Linked DNA regions of Mus musculus: regions 2, 3, 4, 5 and 6 are each linked to region 1. Evidence: chromatin contacts called from public ChIA-PET and promoter capture Hi-C data. All regions are on one chromosome and are shown on one strand. The core of a region is the stretch at or near the end of the contact, and the rest is flanking DNA. Distances in the headings are between cores, read along the strand shown. Region 1 holds the start of Itpkb (inositol 1,4,5-trisphosphate 3-kinase B). Region 2 holds the start of Wdr26 (WD repeat domain 26). Region 3 holds the start of Sccpdh (saccharopine dehydrogenase (putative)). Region 4 holds the start of Tmem63a (transmembrane protein 63a). Region 5 holds the start of Pycr2 (pyrroline-5-carboxylate reductase family, member 2). Region 6 holds the start of Sde2 (SDE2 telomere maintenance homolog (S. pombe)).

Region 1 (2,618 bases), core at 36-2,535:
CACACAGGACAGGCATCTTTATTCAGCCCCATTGAGGGTGAGAGGGAAACCAGATTCAAGCCTTCCAGGGTATGTTAAAAAAAATAAAAAATAAAACAAAAACAAAACAAAACAAAACCAGAAAGGACTTGTCCGATTCCAGGAATTCTTGGCTGGAAGGGCTCTTGGTTTCAAATTTGCTTGAGTCTTTTCCTGACCAAGCTGCAGGTTGCTTTGCTCACTTCAACGGTATTGTTACATAAACAAGTAAGCTGTCTGCTTGCTACAGGCGGTCAGGTTTTCCATCCGAGGTTTGGCTAATCAGGATATATGGGCGGATACAAGCTTAGGATTCTTAAATCTCCTAAACCTCGCAGCTGTGTTCCCTGTTTCCACTAAACGCTAGAGTTTAAGATTTAGGGAATTATGCAAAACAGGCTTGCAGTGCCGGGTGGGGCTTAAGTGTGTGTGTATGGGGGCAGGGAGTGTCCCCCGCCCTCCAGTGTTGCCTGGTGCCCCCCCCCCTTTATTTGAGGGTAGAGTAGAACCCTTGAAAACGCAGGAGTAAATTCACAGGAGACTGAGCAAGTGGTTGAAGACATTGATCGGGCCTCAGCCCCAGGACTATGCTTTTTCTTAAAATAACTTTTTGAGAGTTGAGTGCAAAAATACGCGAACAGCACAGCCTCTGTGTGCGTTTATAGATAACTGCTTAATGCAGAGCTCCTTCACACATCTAGCCTACAAGACACTCAGCAGCTCACAGTCCAACCAGTCTTCCAAAATTCTACCATGGTGCATTAAAACCTAAAACTGTGCAAGGAAATGCCCTGCAATATATGCAATATACCTTGTAAAAAGTTGCCTATTGTAGTACAAGTACACCCTCTGCTTAGGCAGAATATTACCCCTCTTTCGATGCTAGAAAAATCCCCCCCCCAGCAGCTTTGTTTAGCACACTCAAAATTTTATTAAAAACAGTTTTCAAACGTAGCTTCATAAAACTAGACACCAGCAAACCTTGGTCGAGGGATGGAAAATAAATCGTATATCTTTAACCCGCAGAAGTTAAAGTCTTTTTTTTTTTTTTTTTTTTTTTTGTTAGCTAACAATGGAAACTTTTTTTTTAAGTGTTTCCCTCCCTCGGTTTGCCAAGCAATAGAAAAAAAAAAAAAAAAGAAGAAAAGAAAAACTTGTTCCGCTGAGTTCAACCCCAGACAGGCTCACAACTTCCTTCCTGCTTTCCTCCCCCAAGCCCCCGCCTCTCTGCCTCCTCCCTCAACCCCCAACTTTTTTTTTTTTTTTTAAATCTTACATTGAACAAACACTGAAGTAGCAGGGAGCAGACGCTGACAGCGGTAGTGTCTCCAACCAAGCACAGAGCAACGCAGGGTCGGCCTGGCGGTGTCCCCTCCGGGATCGCCTAGTCCCTGCGCCGGTACATTCAGCTTCGTTGCACCCCACTTTTTCCGTCTTCCATAAGTTGTTGCGGAAACCCTTTGGGAGCTTTTTTATTTTTTTAAAAAAACTTTAAGCCACTTGGTCTGTACGAGCCCGGAGTCCCCGGGGCATGTCGCCTGCACGGGACCTGGAAGTCTGAGCAATTGCAGGTAAGCGTGGCGGCTCCTTCCTGGCCCTCGTCTCTGAACCCTCTTTCCGCTCCATCTGTGCTGGGGTTCCTCTGGGTGTTCCGGGGTCCGAGCACAGCACGGAGGTGAGGGCTAGAACGACGGAGAAGGGAGGCTGATTTGGGACGGTAGCGTGGCGTGGCCTTGGGGGCAGAGGAGGCGATTCGACTTTCCCATCGCCTTCCGGGCCGCTGCGCCGCCACCACCTCCCCGGCGCGCTGCGGGCGTCTGGGGCTCGGCTTGCCCGGCGGCTCCCCTGGCGCCAGGCGAGGCTGCCCGGGATGCGCGAGGCCCTGCCCTCGGCCGGCCGCGCTGCTCCGGGGCTTAGCTTGCGGGACCCCGAAGGGCTGCAAATTCTCAGGCCTGCACAATTAGAAGGCCTCCGGGCTGCAACTGTGCAAGCAAGCCCAGAGTTCCTCCGAGGGGTGTGGGTCCCGGAGGGGGCAGCTGGGTCCTCGCTAACAGGATGCGCGCAGGGCTGAGTAGCTGCGGACATGCATCCCCTCTCCCAAACACACACACACACACACACACACACACACACACACACACACTCGCTGCAGGGTCTGAGGGGACAGTAGGGAGCCACCAGGATTGATTCCAGTGCTGGATACTGCAGAGTTTGCTCCCTGGCGCGCACGCGTGCCCACATTCACAAAACACACTTGTTTGGAGACAGACAGACATCAAGGCTAGTGCTGAAAAGTGCCTGGACTGCCCCACCCCCACCCACCCCCGCGCTCTTCCCGGCCTTTCATAGGCCGAGAGGCATAGCCCCAGACCAGGATCAGAAAGAAAACGGTGGGCACACAAGTCCCCTTCCAGGTCTCGGCTCCAGCAGCGGTTTGGGGAAGGCAGGTCCGGGTCAGGTTCCCTGTGACTTGGCCTCTGATGTCCTGAGAGGGTGGAGCAGGGTTGCCTGTCATCCTCGATAGCCGGTGTTTGCTCTGGCCAAGGAAACCTGGCCAGTCTCGAGGAGGGAACCAGCGAGTTGCACCTCCTCCCTCGGCC
Region 2 (2,618 bases), core at 44-2,543, 880 kb after region 1:
GTCAGGGGTGGGGGTGGGGAGGTGTCCCACAAAGATGCCTCTGAGACACACTTGAAAAACAAATCCTCCAAGGTTCATTATTTCCACCGCTCTGATCCACCCCTCCCCCAGCATAAACAACCTCGGTGTCCGCCTTCCCGGACAGACAATCCTGCTCTGGAGGTGCGCGGGGAGGGGTCGCCCTGGGTTTCCACTACCCCTCCCCAGCCCAGGCGGCTCGGCTGGCCTTAAGACATCGGGCCGATTCCCTTTCCTAGACCTCCCCTCCACCGCCCCCCCCCCCAGGGCTGTCTGTCCCCGGCCTCCTGCGCACTGGGCCCCGGGGTCCCCGCAACCCACCCGGCCGCTCGGCCCCGGCCTGGCCCTCACCAGTTGTAGGACGGACACTTACTTGAGCCCTAGGCCATTGAGGTGCTGTCCTATGAGCCTAATGACATCCTCATCGGACTGCGAGAGCCGCTTCTTCTTCTTGAGGCTGCTGCCCAGCTCGGGGGTGGCCTGGGCGGCGGCGGCGGTGGCGGAGGCCGCGGCGGCCCCGCCGGGAACCCCGTTATTGACACTCAGGCTGTTGCTATTGTTGCCAGCGGCGGAGGGGGCGGCAGGCAGGAGCCCGTTGGCGTGGGCCAGGTCCCCCGCGGACGTCGCCGAAGGGGACGACTCCCCGTTCTGCGCCGACAGGCAGGCGAGCTCCGGGGTCTGGCCCTGGCCCCCGCCGCCCCCGCCGCCGCCTCCTCCCGCCCCGTTGGCCTGCATGGTGCCGCCGCTGACCAGGCTGTGGCCGCTGCTCCGCTGCGGGGCGGCGGGGGCGGCCGGAGGCAGTCCCACCACCACCACCACGGAGGAGGAGGAGGAGGAGGCGGCCGGCGAGGGCGAGGGCGGGGGGGGGAGGCCTGCTCGGCCCGCCGAGGCCCCGGGCTCTCCTGCTCCCTCCGCCGCCGAGGCTCGGGGCTTCTTTCGCGGGGGCGGGGAGGCTCCGCCGGCGTCCGAGTCGGAGGAGGAGGAAGCGGAGGCCAGAGTTTCCTCGCCGAGAGAGGCCGTGGTGGGAGGCCGGCGGGGCGCGGCGGGGGTCGGCGGGGCGGGAGGAGGGGGAGAAGGAGGACCGGGCCCTTCCCCCCCCCTCCGGAGGCGCTCGCGGCGCGGCCCGGGGGCTCGCGGGCACTGGGGGGGGCGCGGGCCCGAAGCTGGGAGCCCGGACGGCGGCGGCGGAGGCGGCGGCGGAGGCAGCGGCCGCCTCGGTGCTGGGTCCGCGCCGCTCCGCTCCCTGGTGTGTTGATTCTTCCCCCAGCTGCTGTCTAATGGAGTCCGGGCGCTGGCGTCACAGGAAATGCCTATACTGCCCTCCTCGCTCACTTCCGGCAGCAGGTATGGAACCTATAGGGGGCTGTCACCCGGCACGTGTGTGTCCGGCGGCCGGGGTGAGGCCGTGGGGTGAAGGCGAGGGCGGCCGGGGGTGGGGGTCCGGCCCCGGCGGGGAGGCGCGACTCAGCACGACCTGGCCCGCCTGTGCGAGGCCGCCCTGGCTCCCCGGGTCAGGCGTGCGAGCTCGGCCTGCAGTAAGTTCGCAGCCTCGCTCCGGGGCCCTGCAGGGTGGGAGGCGGAGATCACGTCCTCGCCCTGCACCCTGAGTGACCCAGAAAGGAGCGAGCGGCCGGCGTGGAGGGGGCCGCAGACGCACTGGCACGGGCCAGGGTGGGGCCGCCGGCGGCCTGGTTTTGCAGCTTGTGACTTCGAGCACAAGGGTGTGCTAGGCCCCTGGCCACCGGCTTCTTGCTCTGCACTCAGGATTTAACCACTGCCTCGGTTTAGGGTGGAAACACTTGAACTTGCACAGCCAAGCACCACACACAGTTGTATCCGTGTCAGTCCAGGACAAGGGAGATGACAGCAGAGCTGAGTGTGCTCCACCCTGGGAAGGCGAAGTCGGCCGTAAACTGCCTTCCCTCTGGGAGGAAAAACAACAACTCGTGGGGGCAAGACGTTTCAAAGGCTGAGGGTGTGTAGAGGCGCTTTGCTTTGGAGTTTTACTAGGTTTGTTTTGTCTTTCTTTTAAGTGCTCGCTCAGATGTCTTGTTCCTGGTTCCTGTACCTCTGACCGAGGGGTGGGATTGGGGCACCGTTTCAGATTCTGGTTTGAAATTTTCAAGTGGCCGGAGTTTCACTGTCCCAGCGCTTTAAACGGCTTTCTTGAGTGGAGAAACACAGCAGCAGAGAACTGAGTAACTATGTTACTCTGTGGCAAATGGTCCATGGGGCCCTAGTCAGTTTCATGGACTTGGGTCGTAGCATGTAGACCTGGTGTGGACAGATATTTTTCCTGACGTGACTTCCATTTGGGAGGAAAACAACAACAAAAAGACCAAACAAACAGACCCAACAGCCTTAAGCAATACATCTTATGTCTCTGAAATTTACAACACTCACAGCTCAGTAATTTTTAGGTCTTTGGGGACAGCCTTTTTTAAATTTAGAAGTGTAATAAAAATTAGCCTATGATTTGTCAAGAATCCTGAGCTCTCTTCATCTTGAGACTGGGAAGAGAGACAGAGACCAGGGCAGTCTTACAGAGATCTAGCATTGTGGCTGTCATGCTTTAAATATGCTTTCAGGTGTCAGCTGTA
Region 3 (2,618 bases), core at 50-2,549, 660 kb before region 1:
CTCTGGAAGAGCATCTAGTGTGCTTAACTGTGGAGCCATCTCTTCATTCCCCAAGAATTTCTTGATCGTGAGAGAAAACCAACTAGAGCATTAAAAACAAAACAAAACAAAACAACAACAACAAAAAACAGCAGGGGAAGCTGGTCCAGTGCTCAGGAGGCAGAGGCTGGTGGATCTGAGCTGGAGGCTGGCCTAGTCTACCAAGAGAGTCCCAGGACAGCCACCAGAGTTAACAAAGAGAAACACTGTCTCAAAAAAACAAAAGAAAAGGAGTGGGGTGGGAAGTGGGGTGGAAGGCTTGTAATTCAAAGACTCAGGAGACTGACACTGGAGGACCCAGATTCTGAGGCCACAGAGAAGCTGTCTGGAAACAAAAGCAACAACAAAACTTTAAGCAAGCTTAAGACAAAGGAAAACAAACAAACAAACAACGCTCAACAATAATCAGCAATTTGGGCAGCCCTGAAAACCAGAGCTGGGTCTAAGAAATCCAGAACGGAATTCAAGTCAAGTGATATTTACAGAAAAAAAAAAAAAAAATCACTAAGGCAAATGAGAGGCTTCATGGGATAGTGGTCATCTAAATACCCTGGCCTAGCTGCTGTACCCACCCCCATGGACATTCTGCTTTCTACAATAAGTCTCAACGAACACGATTAGGTTTGGTCTGTAGCAGCTCCGAGAATAGCTCAGTAGGCACAAGTGCTTACTGCTGATCCTGACATTTGATCCCTAGACTAGTTGTCCCCTGGCTCCTGTGGCACGGGCGTGTGCACAGACAAGACATACAGACGCATAAACAAACTTAAAAATAATTTAAAAAATTTTTTTAAAGGAAGCCTAGCCCAAAGCAATGGTCTCTGACACCATCAGAAAGGCTGGATGACAGACAGTCAGTCCAATGCTCTCAGCTCGGGTCACCAGCGTTCCTTATTGCTAATAAGCTTCTCCTCCGCCACCGACTTCCAAGCTCCAGTTCTCGGCGTGGGCGACCCCCCGGCCGTCTCTTTTCGCAATCCCCCCAGAGAAGCGGGAAGAACCGGCCCGCCCTGGTTCTGCTTCAGGGGAACCAAGAGGACGCGATGATTCGGGTGGCCAGATTGATGCGGGTAGCCGGGCGGCGGGCAGCAATGGGCCGTCGGCCGCTCCTGTCAGCCACCGAAGCGGACGTGCAGCCCGAGCCGGATGTGGCGGCGCGGCACCGGCCGGTGGCCCGGGATGCGGCGCAGCAGCTTGGTCGCGAGGAGGCGTGGGCGTGGCTGTGGGCGTGGCCCGCGCGTGGGCCGAAGGGAGCCGGGCGCTGTAGCCGCGCCGACGGCGGCCAGGACAGCGGCGGTTGCTGCGCCCGGTACTGGGGTCCCGGCCTGAGGCGCAGGCGCGGTGGACTCAGCCCGCCCCGGGCTGCAGCTCGCTGTGGACTCGTCATGGCGACGGAGCAGAGGCCTTTCCACCTGGTGGTGTTCGGCGCCTCTGGCTTCACCGGCCAGTTCGTGACGGAGGAGGTGGCCCGGGAGCAGATAGCCTCGGAGCAGAGCTCCCGCCTGCCCTGGGCCGTGGCGGGTCGCTCCAAGGAGAAGCTGCAGCAAGTGCTGGAGAAGGCTGCCCAGAAACTGGGTAACACGGCGGGGTCGCCGGGGTGGGCAGGGCCGGGCCGGGCTGGGCGCAGGTCGCCGAGGGGCGTCTCCCTAGCGTGCGCCTGCATCGAGCCCTGCGGGAGGACCGGACGCCTCGCCTGGCCGAGCCGGGCCGGGCCTTGTTCCGCTCCTAAATTAAAGGAAAAAAAGAAGAAAAGGCTTTTCTCTCCCTCCCAATTTGGGGATCTCCACTGTCGAGAGAGAGTTCAGAACTTCAGTGGCTCCTCTGTCCATCTCTGTTGTTCTGATGGGTTTGAAGGGTTCTTGTACTTGTGGGAAAGGGAAATAAGACACGGATTTCTTGGAGGTCCATTGTAGTTTGTCTCTTGGGGACAATTAAGAAAGCTGAGTTGTACTAGCAATATTATAGTGCACCTATTTTTGTGGCTTGGTGATACGGATTTAGCTCAGCACTTCTGAACGTGGTAAGCATATACACCGTGCTTCTGAGTTACCCCGCTAGCTGCTTGCTTTTTTGTGTGTGTGTGTTTTTCTGGTTTTCAGTTTGTGTTTTTGCTTGTCGAAATCCGCCTGCAGTTCTCACTTTAATTGCTTGAGGCAGTGTGGGCTGACCTGGACATACTGATGCCCTTGCCTCTTCGCACCCCCACCCTCCACTCCAGTCGTCTTATTCTTAATAAAAATGTGGGAATTTTTTTTTTCTTTTTAAGTTTTGGATGTTTACTTATTCTTTCAGCTTCTAGTCAACATGTTGATTGAGTAGTATTTTCCATGCTAGGCCTTGTCCTAAGTGTTGTGATGCACACATGGGAGTGAGGAGGGACACGTGGGTGCTCTTGCGTGTACACACACACACACACACACACACCCAACCTTTTTGCTTTGGGGAAGCACCCGACTTAGAACCCCATAGCCTTGGAGTTTGGCAACTAAATCTCCACCCAGGACAAGTCATACTTGTTCTTCATTCTTTCTATTCAGTTTTATGGTTCCACACTGAGCCTTGTCAGGGCAAGGGAACAC
Region 4 (2,618 bases), core at 49-2,548, 610 kb after region 1:
TCCTAATGACTGGGGCTAGATCCCAGGCCACAGGCCAGGCAGGTGTCAGCGTGATCAACAAAGGCAGAAATGAGGATGTGTGGGATGGGAGCCTGGAGAAGATCAGGCAGAGCCAATCTGAGGAGCCAAGTGCATAAATGACTGGGGGCCTACAACCAGGGACCTAGAGAAGCCAGTTGTGGGGTCCCTAACAAAGAAAAGACAAGGACAGAGGATGGCTCTGGGAAATTAACTGTTAGCTAGGTCTTAAGGGGTTGGAGGATGGGAGTGGGAAGGGACAGAGAACCAAAGAGGAAAGAGACACCCTGTTTCAGATAGTTGCAGGCTGGGCTAGAATCAGGACCAGGGAGGCTGCGAGAGTATTTTTATCTTTACAGTAGAAGATGAAAGCTAAAACATGGAAGTGAGGTCAGAGAAGCAGCAAAACTGTGCCTTAGGGAATGAGGATTTGCCGGGCATGGCGGTGTCAGTGTGGCAAGAACTCAGCAGCAAGCTTTGGTCCCACTCCTTTCCTTGTGTAAACCGAGACCTGCAAGTGGGTGGTTTGAGGCAGTGGCCCCTCCAGGATCCTTACTCCATTTCCCTAAAGATCCAGCGTCGGTCCTGTCCTGGGAGAGGGCGCAGAGCAGGTCCAGAGGCCGCTGTTATCTGGAAACCTCCAAGTCGCAGCCAGAACACACCAGACGCTCAGCGTGTTTGGTCCCAGTTGGCAACGCTGGTGACCCGGGGCAGAGCAGTAACGCGTGGTCCTAGGGAACGCTGGAAATGTTGTTCTTTATTTGGGGCAGGACAGAGCTTTGTAACTTTCAAGGTCCCGGCTCTCTTATGCGGCGGGACTGGGAACAGGGTAGGTCCACTGCGCCCTGGTGTTCCCCCGCCCTGAAATCCAACTGGGCCAGCTTAGAATTTCCTGGGGACATTCAATCACGAACATTTGCAGATGCTCTCCAACGCCGCAACTATCCTAGGCACGGCCCAGTGCCCTCTCAGTGGGGATGTGCTAGGGCACAAAGGAAAGGCAGTTCGGAGACGTCCTCTCCCAGCCTTGTGGGCGTTAGCTGGTCTGGTCCCGCCCCTAGACCTCCGTGAGGACGGCCACGCGTGGACCAGCGTTAGAGAACCACATTGGGGTTCACTGCCCGGCGCACAGAGCTCGAGGTCCTGCTGGGGCCGGCGCGAGCGAAGAGTCCAAATTAGGTAACGCGTGGACACAGTTCTGCGCATGTGCAAGAGGAGCCGGAGTTTCACTTTGTAACTTTTAAGTGGTGCGGACGCCACCCCGCCTCGCCAGGTACGGACTGACCACTCCCCCGGGCGCGCGCGCCGCGCCGCCGCCGCAGGTAAAGTGGGAAGGGGAGCAGAGATGGGGAGGTTGCGGCCAGCCCCTCCCAGGACGCGCCGGCCCGGGTCCTCGCGGGGCGGGGCGCCTCGGGTCGCTTTCCCCGGGGACTGTCTGGTGACAGTAGCGGGGTAGGTGGCTGGAGAGTGCCAATCAAGCCCCGCGCCGCTGGGACTTCCTGACAGCTCTTGGCTGCGTGGCGGATCCTTCCCTCCACCTCCTCGGCGGGCTTTGGAGTTTGTTTGTGGAGTCGGATCTCCCCGCCTAACCCGAAGGGCAGCGTCGGAGCCCTCTTTTCTTTAATTCCTTACGAGGCTAGACCCGGCTTGGGCGGGCTTCGTACTGTCCGGGTGACCACTCCCTCCTGCCCGGGTAGCACCGGGTGGAGGAAAACTGGGGACTTGGGAAAGGGCGGGAGGGGGAGGGAAGAGCTGAGACGGCAAAGAAACCACATCCGACAACAACTTACCCAGACCTGATAAGCCTGGCTACCTGACACCTCGGGTGAGGTGGAGTTGCTGTCTTTCTGTCCCAAACAGGAGCCAACAGCTTGTAGGGACTTTTGCAAAAGGCCTGGGAACATATTTTCTCTCCTGAAGCTTTGGCTGGGTCCCAGAGCCTGCCCTGTTGAGAGTTTGGGGTGCCAATGATATGGTGGAGTGCTGAGCGTTTGCGTGTACGAATATTCACTGGATGTGGGATGGTGGCTATTGCTAAGTGTGTACCTAGGCAGGGATCCTGAGACCACAGTGTCTAATTGCTGTTTTTAAGGCCCCCTCGCTCCTCGTAGTGATGCGGTTGGAATACAGCCTTTTGCCTTGCACATTCTAGGCGTGCACTTGGCTTTGAGCAGCATTTCCATCCCTTAGGGACTTGTTTGATTTCTTCCCTACACACACCCAGAGCCTTCTCTCTCTGGCTTGGCTGCCCCTTGGTGGGTGTGCTCCCATCTGCCCTCTCAGAGCGTGTTCCTTTGGGAAGGCAAGAACGGACTGGCTCATTGAAAGCCTAGAGAATGTTTCTGTAGCAGCCTCTGACTCTGCTGCTGCTGGGTGGGCACAGGTTGCTCCGACTGGAGGAGAGGGTCTCGGACTGTGGCTTCTGATCCCTCTCACTTGTCAAGCCTTTCTTGTTTGCTCTGCGGTATTTGATTTCCCTGATTCTAGCCCACAGGGGATATTGAGGCAGAGAAGCAGCCCTTATGTCTGCATGAGGCAGAATAGGCTACCTGGTTGAGGAGGCCCTTAGGCCTTCTGTTTTGCTTTTGAGGCAGGGTCTT
Region 5 (2,618 bases), core at 58-2,557, 570 kb after region 1:
TTGGCTGCTGCAGATTGGCCATCTGCCTAGCCTGGGACACCTCAGTACTCTGTCCCATTGTCTGGTTCTTCCTAATTCTCAGAAGGGGCAGGCGTGTTACTTAAGGATAAGACAAGGGTGAAGGCCCTGAGGCACTGATAAAAATGATGCTGGGGGCGGAGAACCCGGGGAGAGGGGAGGGAGGAGGCTGAACTGGTTTTCCTATTGGCTGGGAGGTCCGGAAGGGAAGGGCTGGACGGTAGGGTCAGGGTGGGGCACTCCTGGAGGGTGTGTCCCAAATGGCTGGGTGGGAAGGTAGCTATTCATCTACCTCACTGTAGCAGAATACAAGAAAGCAGATAGTATGTATGTAGTTTCCAATTCTAGGAAGACTGGTAGGAAGGTCCATTGAGTTCAGGAACTTAAGTCTAGCCTGGGCAACAAAGCAAGAGATTCTGGCCAGAAAAAAAAAATCGTTCCACTTTAACTGTTTGGTTCGTCCATTAATGGAATAAATACACGTTAGAATCTTGTGTAAAATAACGTTTCGGTGGCGTTGGGAAACTGCTTATGATTGGTATACTATAGAAATGTATGTACTACACGCCTATAATCCCATCCCTCAAGAGGATGAGGCAGGAAGGTCACTAGTTCAAGAACAGCCTGGGCTACATAGTGAAACACTTTCCAAAAGTCAAACCCAACTTGTGGCTGTTCCTGAGCCCTCTGGTGCGTCTGGACATGTTTCGAGAAATCTTTCTGGGAATAAACAATACAATTCTAATGGAAGAGAGGAGATGTCACTGGTGATTCGGGACAGCTCCTGAAAAGCTTCGATGCTGGGTCTCTTTGTATACTCTAAAACCACAAGGTGGGGTGGACAAACAAGCAGTCATTTCTCACTGTCTCAGCTGTTTCTCCAGGTCGCCCTGTTCCGGGTAGCAAGAGAAGTCATGCTTGGCCAACAGGCCGTGCAAGCAGTGCTTTAAGGAAATCACTAAATAAATCAACAAATCATGATCTAGTAATTCGTCTTTTCTACCTAGTTCTACTTCGGAAGGAGCATGCCGAAGCTGGCTAGCTGTAGCCTGGTGTCCATGAGGGGTACATCTCTAATAGGCGTTTTGGAGATCTCACTCCTGAACCAGAGTTAGAAACCAACTCTTCTAACCAGGAATTACCAGTGTCCCAGGCAGGGCCAAGCAGACCCGCACCAGCGGAGCTAACAGGTTCCACCCGCTGCGCGATCAGGAGGCGGGCGCACGGCCTGACGGCGATGCCGATTGGTCCGCCCCAGACCCGAGCCTCGGATTGGTTGCCTTGGACACGTGGCCAACCGGAGGCTGCGTATTTGGCGGTGGATGCTCTGGGATACTTGGGGCCTCTCTAGCAGTTCATCTGGTGCATCCCGGTTTGAAAGCTGTTCCGAGCAATTCGGGTCCATCTTTTTCCACGCGCGGACACTGACCCCGGGATCCCCAGAGTCCCCGGATCGGCGCTCGCCGGGATCCTGCGGCCATGAGCGTGGGTTTCATCGGCGCAGGCCAGCTGGCCTGTGCTCTGGCGCGGGGCTTCACGGCCGCGGGTGAGCGCGTGGTCAGCCTTCCCTCTCACCAGAGTGAACGAGTGAGTGAGTGGGTGGGTGGGCGATGAGTGAATGTGAATGGATGGTAGATTTGCATCCATCTGCTGGGAGCATAGCGTCGGAGGCCGGCACTGCTAGAGCTGCTGTTGGCTTCCATTGATGGACTGCATGATTGGGCCATGATCTACAGTTGAAAAACTTTGTTTTCTGTAGGCGTCCTGTCGGCTCACAAGATAATAGCCAGCTCCCCGGATATGGACCTGCCCACGGTGTCTGCGCTCAGGGTAGGCTAGGAGGGATGGAGGGAAGTGGGCAAGAGGAAGAGGCCCAGGAAAAGCGTGTCCGGAGATGCCCTGAGTCTGGCAGGCTCCGACTCTCCTTTAGGGAAGTCATCATTGTAAGCCCTGCACCTTCTCTGAGGCAGCCTTGTGTGGTGGGAGCTCCCAGGCAAAGTTAGTGTCGGATCCTACTGGGGTGAAAGTAGGCATATAAGAAAGGTTCTTTTTGGGCTGGTGAGATGGCTCAGCGGGTAAGAGCACAGACTGTTCTTCCGAAGGTCCTGAGTTCAATCCAGCAACCATATGGTGGCTCACAGCCATCCCTTAACAAAATCTGATGCCCTTTTCTGGAGTGTCTGAAGACAGCTACAGTGTACTTACATATAATAAATAAATAATTCTTTAAAAAAAAAGGTTCTTTTTGTTAGTCTGCTTTGAATTTCACTGCATAGCCCGTGTTGGCTTCTAAGTCTGGAAAATTCTGCTTACCGATGTTGTAAATGACAGCGTTGCTAGGGGACTTGGTGAGTTACGTAGTTTCTTTATTCAATAAAGCTTAATGTCCCAAGTCTTCTAACATCTGGCCAATGTGGGACAGGTGAGCAGATGAAGCACTGTGGATACTGTTTGTGCCTAGTATAGGCTTATGTCCCCAACGCTGTAGGACCCCAGCTATGCACCTCAGAGCCCTAGAGGGGGCCCCGTGGAGACTTGTTACTCCGGTAAACAGCTGTGAGGTTGGGAGTGGGCTTTGCAGCTCTGCTTCCAGACTCTGG
Region 6 (2,618 bases), core at 75-2,574, 520 kb after region 1:
TAGCAGTTAGGACCACATGCTAACGGACAGAATGGGAAAAGATGGAAGGTCACATGCTTCCCAGTTTGTCTGGAAGGTCACATGCTTCCCAGTTTGTCCTGCTTACGTATCGGATGAGACGCCTGTAGGCCTCTGGGTTACTACTACAACACTCATAAAATACTGCTTCTATGCACAACATGCTTTGTGTAATTATTCTTCATCTCCTGGAATCTTCATGGAGGCCCGCTTTCCCGCCTGTGTGCACCAACAGATCTATAACTCCACAGAACTGCAAGTCCTATTTTTGTTCATTTTCACAGTTAAAGGATTTCAAGATTTTGTGCTTTCTCCTCAGCGATTAGTTCCATCGGCCTGCATCTTAACAGCCGAGAATATGGCTCTGCGGGCCAGGGCATCTGTGTTCAGGAGACTGAGTTATCCTCCCGATAATCCTCCCAGCTTCATGCTAGCAGCTTTTAAATTGTTTAGTATTTCAGAGACAACATCATCTCAGCATATTAAATATTAAGGGCCTCCCTCAGCACCCGAACCTTAAAGTTGTTCTCTGTAAAATCTGCGCGAGTGTTCCCAGGGCACAGAAAGAACGTTACAGCGGGGGTTTTTGGAAGCAGTATGGCTATAAACGTCACTCCCGCCCCTGCCGTTCACAAGGGCCCATTTGCTGTGAAATATTTTGAAAACACAGCTGAAGCGGGGACAGCGCAGAGCGCAAACATGCAAAAATAGGAACGAGCCGAACGTGATGGAAGGAACGTGAAGGGGGGTTCAGGAAATGAACATAAACCTCTAGGGAACTACGCAGGCCGGGGCTGCGGTTTGGGGACCACTGGGGGCCGTTCTCTAGGACTGGGAGGCCTCGCGGGTAGAGGAAGCCGTTTTTCTCCCCGCAGCACCGGGAAGCAGTGGCTGCCTGGGACACAGCCCTCCCAATCCCAAAAATAGCTGCACAAACCGGAGTGGCGCGCTGGCCTGCGGCGCTGGGCGGAGCCACGGGCAGCTTATCACCCCCAGCCAAAGCGCTGTAGCCCAAGCGCAGCAACCGCGCCCAGAGCTCGCCCTTTATAGCCAGTCCCTTGAGCCCCGCCCTAGCAACCGCCCCTAGCAACGCCTAGCTCCAGCGCTCCGCGGTCTTATCGGCCTCAGGCAGGCCTTTCCTGTCCCCCTCCCCCACGCCAGCTCGCGTGACGCCGGGCCACGTGACCGCCTTCCGGAAAGGCGGGGGTGAGTGGTGGAAACCCGGGAGGCGGGGCGCTGGAAGACGAGGCCTTCCGTCATCGAGATGCGACCGGATGGCTGTGTCGCCTAGTGCCTGTCGCAGTCCAGAGGTTCCGTCACCAGACGAAATGGCGGAGGCTGCGGTGGTGGCGTGGGTTCGCGGCCCCGGTACCGTGTGGAAGGCGCTGCCGTGTGCCTCGGTTGGGTGCTCCGTGCGCGATGTGATCTACCGACACTGCCAGGAACAGGTGAGGATGGCGGTTCCCGGGAAATGGGGGAAAGAGATCACCAAGCCAGGCTGGGTTCGTCGTTGGGTGTTTCTGACTAATATGGGGACATTCCTCTGCTAGTCTATGGCAGTCGTTGTTTTGTCCCCACGTCGTAAGAGAATCTCCGTCCATTTACTGCGCTTTGTCCAACCTCGACTACAAACTCTCGTTCTGTTTCTTTTATCCCCCCAAATGATACCTTTAAGGTTCTCTTCTTACATTCACATTATAGATAGGAATATGCTTTCTTACCGACCCTCAGGACACCCATCCAGGCCAAAGAACGGTTAGAGAAGGATATGGAGTCATCCTGACAGAGCCAATCACTCACAGATATTCTTGGGCCTCTTTAGACTCTGCCATGTGGATATAAAACCCTGGTTAAGTGCTTCTAAAGTTTTAAGCTTTAATTCCCAAAGAAGCAGGCTTATACTGACTAGGAAATCTCAAACCTCTTCAATCATCTAAAGAGTTTACTGGGTTCCCTGAGTCTAATTTTAATCTGGGCGTTTGGTATAGAACAGTTTTTCTGTATGACTGCGCCTTCGTTGTAGTCTGTTTTCTCTGCTTGTTATGTAGAAACATAACAAATGTTAAAATACCAAATCTGTTCCTAAAGAGACTTGGATGAGTTCCAAGAAGAATATGTGATTTTCTAATTTCTTTGTCCTTTAAAAAACAAGGACAAGAAAGTCTTTCCTTGTAGCCCAGGATGTTCTGAACATACTGGAGGGCTGGGATTATTGGTGTGTCCCACCACATCTAGCCTTTGTTTTCTTCTCTATTCTGCGGTCTAGTAAGAAAAACAGAACCTTTTTTTAGCCATTCGAATTCAGATACTTTCCAAAACAGGTGACTTTTCAATGTATTTGAAGAATAATTTTCAAGTTTTATTTTTAAACTTAAAATTGATCCATAAACAATAGAATCTTAACAATGAGGAGTGTTGGAAATACACTTTTTTGAAAGGACACAGAAATAAGGCTGGGCCTGGTGGTGTATGCCTCTAATCTCAGCACTTGAGAGGTTTGGGGGTTCTTAGCCACGTCTCTATAGTGGTTTTGGGGCAGCCTGGACTATGTGAAACCCTGCTTGAAAGCAAAACAGCCTCCTATCACCTCGTCCTTAGAT

Evidence for each region. Promoter capture Hi-C pulls out the DNA fragments that hold promoters and counts their contacts. ChIA-PET counts read pairs in DNA pulled down with a chosen protein or histone mark.
Region 2: an RNA polymerase II ChIA-PET map of memory CD8 T cells shows a contact between it and region 1, with 34 read pairs. The contact joins the promoter of Wdr26 here to the promoter of Itpkb in region 1. A contact is called at or near these places in 2 of 115 datasets of contacts at active chromatin or transcription factors (memory CD8 T cells and microglia).
Region 3: a contact with region 1 is called in a promoter capture Hi-C map of pre-B cells, with 3 times the contacts expected there. The contact joins the promoter of Sccpdh here to the promoter of Itpkb in region 1. A contact is called at or near these places in 3 of 39 promoter capture datasets (hippocampal neurons, liver and pre-B cells).
Region 4: an RNA polymerase II ChIA-PET map of memory CD8 T cells shows a contact between it and region 1, with 40 read pairs. The contact joins the promoter of Tmem63a here to the promoter of Itpkb in region 1. A contact is called at or near these places in 1 of 39 promoter capture datasets (pre-B cells) and 2 of 115 datasets of contacts at active chromatin or transcription factors (memory CD8 T cells and pancreatic cancer cells).
Region 5: a promoter capture Hi-C map of pre-B cells shows a contact between it and region 1, with 2.8 times the contacts expected there. The contact joins the promoter of Pycr2 here to the promoter of Itpkb in region 1. A contact is called at or near these places in 2 of 39 promoter capture datasets (liver and pre-B cells) and 2 of 115 datasets of contacts at active chromatin or transcription factors (memory CD8 T cells and pancreatic cancer cells).
Region 6: a contact with region 1 is called in an RNA polymerase II ChIA-PET map of memory CD8 T cells, with 122 read pairs. The contact joins the promoter of Sde2 here to the promoter of Itpkb in region 1. A contact is called at or near these places in 4 of 39 promoter capture datasets (the HPC-7 cell line, hippocampal neurons, liver and 1 more), 1 of 484 Hi-C or Micro-C datasets (embryonic fibroblasts) and 1 of 115 datasets of contacts at active chromatin or transcription factors (memory CD8 T cells).

What each region holds. Positions count from the first base shown.
Region 1 is chr1:180,329,191-180,331,808 of GRCm38.p6, forward strand. It overlaps Itpkb (inositol 1,4,5-trisphosphate 3-kinase B), which reads left to right and starts at 1,286. Exons shown (of 8, transcript NM_001081175.1): 1 at 1,286-1,589. It also overlaps the pseudogene Gm5069.
Region 2 is chr1:181,210,685-181,213,302 of GRCm38.p6, forward strand. Wdr26 (WD repeat domain 26) reads right to left here and starts at 1,294. Exons shown (of 14, transcript NM_145514.5): 1 at 392-1,294. The coding sequence starts at 753. It overlaps Gm38664, which reads left to right and starts at 752. Exons shown (of 6, transcript XM_011238899.2): 1 at 752-815; 2 at 1,126-1,362. The coding sequence starts at 752.
Region 3 is chr1:179,666,932-179,669,549 of GRCm38.p6, forward strand. It overlaps Sccpdh (saccharopine dehydrogenase (putative)), which reads left to right and starts at 1,300. Exons shown (of 12, transcript NM_178653.3): 1 at 1,300-1,614. The coding sequence starts at 1,425.
Region 4 is chr1:180,941,220-180,943,837 of GRCm38.p6, forward strand. It overlaps Tmem63a (transmembrane protein 63a), which reads left to right and starts at 1,299. Exons shown (of 23, transcript NM_144794.2): 1 at 1,299-1,340.
Region 5 is chr1:180,902,967-180,905,584 of GRCm38.p6, forward strand. It overlaps Pycr2 (pyrroline-5-carboxylate reductase family, member 2), which reads left to right and starts at 1,308. Exons shown (of 7, transcript NM_133705.2): 1 at 1,308-1,564; 2 at 1,778-1,848. The coding sequence starts at 1,498.
Region 6 is chr1:180,849,827-180,852,444 of GRCm38.p6, forward strand. It overlaps Sde2 (SDE2 telomere maintenance homolog (S. pombe)), which reads left to right and starts at 1,325. Exons shown (of 7, transcript NM_145943.1): 1 at 1,325-1,466. The coding sequence starts at 1,347.